2 separate regions of the Mus musculus genome follow, and region 1 is linked to region 2. The links are chromatin contacts, called in public HiChIP or PLAC-seq maps. All regions are on one chromosome and are shown on one strand. Each heading gives the region's core, a stretch centred on a gene start, on an enhancer-like site or on the middle of the called end of the contact. The rest is flanking DNA. Distances are from core to core; before and after follow the strand shown. Region 1 holds the start of Nap1l4 (nucleosome assembly protein 1-like 4). Region 2 holds the start of Kcnq1 (potassium voltage-gated channel, subfamily Q, member 1).

The links. HiChIP or PLAC-seq counts read pairs in DNA pulled down with a chosen protein or histone mark.
Region 1: a contact with region 2 is called in a FOXA1 HiChIP or PLAC-seq map of pancreatic cancer cells. The contact joins the promoter of Nap1l4 here to the promoter of Kcnq1 in region 2. A contact is called at or near these places in 4 of 39 promoter capture datasets (the 3T3-L1 cell line, cranial neural crest, embryonic stem cells and 1 more), 3 of 115 datasets of contacts at active chromatin or transcription factors (bone marrow-derived macrophages, pancreatic cancer cells and stem cell-derived neural progenitor cells) and 5 of 9 other capture datasets (adipose tissue, embryonic stem cells, liver and 2 more).

What each region holds. Positions count from the first base shown.
Region 1 is chr7:143,547,863-143,550,562 of GRCm38.p6, reverse strand. It overlaps Nap1l4 (nucleosome assembly protein 1-like 4), which reads left to right and starts at 1,443. Exons shown (of 16, transcript NM_008672.3): 1 at 1,443-1,521.
Region 2 is chr7:143,105,898-143,108,597 of GRCm38.p6, reverse strand. Kcnq1 (potassium voltage-gated channel, subfamily Q, member 1) reads right to left here and starts at 1,344. Exons shown (of 16, transcript NM_008434.2): 1 at 857-1,344. The coding sequence starts at 1,239.

The DNA.
Region 1 (2,700 bases), core at 194-2,693, 440 kb before region 2:
TGTCTGATTTAACCACATCCACTCCCCAAATAAAAATGAAGTAAAAACCTGGTGGTGCTGCTGCACGGCTTTAATCTCAGCACCGGAGAGGCAGAGGCAGGTGGATTTCTGTGAGTTTGAGGGCATCCTGGTCTACAGATCGAGTTCCAGAACAGCTAGGGCTACACAGAGAAACCCTGTCGTGGAAAAGCAAAACCAGCCACTAACCAATCAAAATGTCAGGAAAAAAAAATGTATGTCAGAAAAAAATGTAAGTAAAAACATACGAGCTTATTTACTTTCCTTAATTTTGTAAGCGAAACTGTTTATACATAGTTCCAATTTAAGAATGAAAGAGAAGTAATACAGAAAAACAATGCTGTAGACCTTCTGGCCTTCAGTAACCACACTTCATTTTAAGTTTTTGTTTTTCAGACAGGGTTGCATGTTGCTCAGACTGGCCCCACACTGGCTACATAGTTGGAAGTGACAAACTGCTCATTCTGTCACCTGTATCTCTTATCTCAGAAGTACTGGGATTGAAGGCATGCATGTTGCACCATACCCAGCTTTGTTTCCAACTGCCCTGTTCGTAGAATTTGTTAGGAAAACACACATTATCTGCAAGCAAGTTATTTATTCTTATCAGATGTTGTCTATTGCTTCAATGAAAACACCATGACCAAAAAGCAAGTTAGGGAGGAAAGGGTTTATTTGGCTTACACGTCTATATTGCTGTTCATTACTGAAGGAAGTCAGGATAGGAACTCAAGCAGGGCTGGAACCTGGAGGCAGAAGCTGATGCACAGGCCATGGAGGGGTGCTGCTTACTGGCTTGTGCAGCTTGCTTTCTTACAGACACCACCAATAAGCCCAGGGGTGGTACTACCCACAATGGGCTGGGTCCTCTCCCACCAATCATTGAGAAAATGCCTTACAGTTGGATCCTATGGAGGCATTTTCTCAAAGCTCCCTCCTTTCAGATAACTCTAGTTTGTATCAAATTGACACACAAAACCAGCCAGTACAGATGTGCTGAACTTTTCTATCAGAAGGGTAGTCCCATGCCAGGCAGGCACTGTAGACAGAGGGTCAGAAGGCCTTGAGAAGTAGGCGGTGCTTTTCCCAGGCCGGGGGAAGGCAGGGAGTTGTAAGTAATCTGGAAAGAGCGTTGCCGATGTGGTCCAGGAAGCTCAAACCCTAGAGGTTGTAACAAGCCCAAAGTCCTACACGCGCGCCCAGCAGCCCCTTTAAAGAAGCACGAACTGCGCGTGCGCCGGAACACACGTCACTACTCTAACTACATATAGCTCGCGGGCTTAGGCTGGACGCCGTGCTCCCTCAACAGATTTTGATTGGATACCGCCTTTCCTAGTGCCTGGTGCAGTTGATAAACAGCTCTATTGTCCATTCGTCGCCCGTTTTGCTCGCAGAGGGTGGAGCCCGGCGATACGGCCAATGGCAGGTGGTTTTGTTGGCGACCACGGCGGTGCAGCCCCGGAGCGAGCTTAGGACAGGCGCCACTGCCGCAGGAGGCGCGAGGTGCGGTGCTGGCGGGTAACGGCGCGGCGGGCGGCTGGCGAGGGACTGGGGCGGAGGAGGCGGAGACGGGGAGGAGTGGGCGGCGCGGGCAGGCCGACGCGCCATGGCGGCGAGCAGAGGCGGGCGGCGACCGGGTCAGAGGTCCGGGTGGCGGGTGGCGGCGGATGGCGGGCCGGTCCCTCCTCCGTGCAGCCCCGCCCCCGGCTGAAGGTCAGCGCGCTTTGTTCCCGCCGCCCGAGAACCCACGCGAAGCGGCGCAGGCGGTTCCTTGAGAGGACAAGGCCTCCCCAGCGAGGTGGGCCTGGGTACGCCTCGTCTCAGACCGCGCCTGGGAAGGAAGGGGTCTACTGGGCCGCCGCCTCGCCCTTCCGGGCTTTGCATGCTCTCCGCACAGTGCCCCGGTCTCTGAGCCAGACCTCACTCTCTGAGCCTGCGGTGGAGGCGGAGCCAGCCTAGTGACACACACTGAGCCTTCAGACCCGGGCGCCCCTAACGGGTTCAGGGTCGTCAGCAGTACCCCTTCTTCCGAGGGTATCCTTGGGGCAAGTTGGCCCGCACTTCCTCCAACTCTGCTTCGCTGCCTCTTGGAGGAATTTCCGCGGTAGCTTCCGGCGCGTGCGCTGCGGTAACGAGCATATGCATATTCCACAGCAAAAAGACTCAAGTTTAAGTTTTTGGTCCAAAAGTTAAATGCTTTTAAGTTACTGCCGCCTTCCTGTCATAGTAGTTGCTTCCTCTCGGTGACTAATCTCCGCTTACTACACACCAGGGGCTCCTTTAAGCTCCTGACGTGTCTTAACTCATTCACAATAGTACGTGATGTAGGTGCAACAGGCTGACTGTGCATTAGCAAGAAACGCCTGGGTTTTGAAGTGGTTCGGTTTGTGGAATATTTGTAGGTCTGACAGATGAGCGTACCTAATCTGGAAATCCAAAATGTGCTCGAAAAGAAGTGGGTTTTGGGACGTTCTGATTTCTTTTCTTCTTCTTCTTTTTTTTTTTTTTTTTTTGGTATAGGAGTATTCGACCTGTATTGCAAATTAAGTCCCTGATAGGTTAAGTGTGATGGTACCTTGCATCTAAATTCAAATAGATTTAATCTGGCTCAGTTTTAATAATAAATGTTTATTATTAAATAAATAACGTATTGAAACAAATATTCAGATGAACAGTAAGATT
Region 2 (2,700 bases), core at 95-2,594:
TGGACAACCAGTGGAGGTCCTCCCCTGCCCAGGTGGCAAGACTAGCCACAAGGAGGTCACCTAGTGGAACATCTAAAGCAATTAGCTGCGGGGTCGGTTGAGTAGAATCCTGAGCCAGAGGCTGGCAGGGCACCAAGAAACTAGGCAGCCAGGAAGTGCTGCCTCGAGGTGGCCAGGGGAGGCAGCAAGGAGGGCAGCCAGCCCATTCCTGGAGATGACTTTCTGTGACCCTGCCCTTGAAAAATGAAGTGCCCTGCCCCTCTCAGGCAGCCTGTGAGAATAAGAGCCACCTGGTAGCAGTGAGGGCCAGGTGCAGCTCAGCTCCCTCTCCTGTTCCCTAAAGCAGGTGCTGTTCTCGGACAATGTCTACTGGGCTCGCTCAGGGCATCAAGCCTGCTTTCATCAGCCTGGGTTATTGAAGCTGTGGGCACTCCCTGTGGACATCTTGGGCAACACCAGTGCACCTGCTAATCTATCCTGTTGCTCTGAGTGCCTAAGACACAGACACCAGCCAAGGCCTGGATGGGCTTGCACACAGACACCAGTCACTCCTGGAGGCTCCTGAGTCTCTCTTGTCACAACTGACCCACACCAAAAGGTCGGCTTCCAGCTTGCTTACTCCTCCTGTAGAGACTAACATCTAAGCGCTGTCCCTCTATCCCAAGTGAATGCCCTGGGGGATCTCCTAGGTTGGTGTACTGCAAGTGTCCCCCTCCACAAGCCACAGCAGAGTCCCTGAGTTTAAGGGACCGACTCTCAGTCTGGTTTCTGCTTTCTGTGATTAGCCCTTCCTTGCCTCCCCTAGGGTCATAGTGGCACCAGCCCTAAGAGTCGTGCGTGCAGGGAGGTTACTCACACGGTGAAGTGGTACACGAAACACTTCCAACCCGTGGGGCGCTCGAGGAAGTTGTAGACTCGGCCCTGGATGTGGGTGCGCGCCAGCAGCGGGCGGCGCGCACTGTAGATGGAGACCCGCGGGTCAAGGCTCACCCGCGGACGTGGGCCGAGGTCTGCAGGGGCCGGGGCGGGCGACACTGGGGTCGACATGGGGGGCGCGAGCCCGGGGGCTCCGGTTGGCGCGATGGGCGCATAGACCGTGCTGCCCTCAGGGCCACCTTCGGCCAGCTCCAGTGAGAAGGGACACTTCTTGACCACCGCGCTGCCCCGCCGGGCGCCTAGCAGGCGGCTCCAACCCGCGCGCTTCCTTTCAGCACTGGGCGGGGACGAGGCCGTGTCCATGGCCAGACAGGACCCCTGACCCCGCTGCTCCTCGGAGCTGAGGTGAAGGCAGCGCAGAGCGCAGGGCGCAGCGCGGGTAGCCACTGCTGCCAGCCCAGCCACGGGGGGCCGCTGTCTGCTCCGCCTGGGGGCGGGGGCGGGGTTGGTCCCCGGGGATGGCATGTCCCGCCCCCAGGACGCCCCGCCCCTGGGCGCCACCGCGCGCCTACCTGCGGCCTTGCTCAGCCAGCGGGTTACCTGCTCCGCCAAGCCAAGTCAGGCTATCTCCGCGTTCCGGGCTGGGCGCACCTGCTGGGCGCACGTGCTTCCCCGCACCCCGAGGACCGCCCGCCTGCTTGGCTCTAGGGTCCTCCAACCTGGGACCAGCAGATACCACCACCACGAATCACAAGCACCCTTTTTCTCGCTATCTGAACCTACCCTAGAGAGGGAGCGGGAGGCAGAAAAGGGCATCCCAGGCCACGCATGGACACTTTCCGGCACAGAATGAGGAAGTGTTAGCCCAGCGGACACTGAGCACCCTTGGGTGTCCAGAAGCCTCTGTTGGCGGCGGAGAATGCGAAAATCTCTTCCCAGTAGTTAATCGCAGCCCATAAGACAGCGGGATGGAGGAGATGGGAACAGACCAAGAGTGGTGCTCACTAAGAGTGGGGTCAAAGGCAAGTGCTAGATTGCGGGTTTTACAGGTAGACACCGCCCGCGGGGCTGCCTGAGCGTTTACATGTTTACACTCCCTTTAAGTTTGTACCTCTCCAGAGTGACACAGAAGGAGCTTTATGTCCCGTGGTGGTGTGAGGATAGTCAGAAGGTTTGTGCAGCTGGCTCTTGCTACACTGGCCTTTGTGTGGGATGGAAGGGCACCTGCATCCCAGGACAATTCCAAAATCCCATTCTCCTGTGATCCGCCACACCCACCTCTCACACCACTCACAAGAATAACTTTCAGATACCGTCCTGTTAGCTTCAGTTGTCAACTTGACACAGCCTAGGGTCATCTGAGAAGGGAATCAGTAGGAGGACTGCCTAAATTGGATTAGACTGTGGGTGTGTCTGAGGAAGATTGTCTTGATTGTCTTAGTTGATGTGGGAAGACACAGCCCACTGTGGGCCGTGTCTGTTTCCTGGGCAGGTGGGCCTAAGCTATATAAGAAAGGTAGCTGGGCATGAGCCTGAGAACAAACAAACAAGCAAGCAGCGCTCCTCTGGGTTTTCTGCTCAACTTCCTTGGTTGTGAATGAGTTCTTTGATGGGAGTTGGTGCTATGTAGAATATTGAGCAGGCCTGCCTCCAGGTTCCTGGTTGAGGTCCTTCTCTGGCCCCCCTTTGAAGATGGGCTGTAATTGGTAAGCTGAAATAAACCCTTTCCTCACCCAAGCTGCTCTTGGTCCTGGTGTTTATCGCAGTGATGGAAGGATACGAGAACAGGTGGATCAAAGGCTTTGGTGAAAGCTGTGCAGAAAG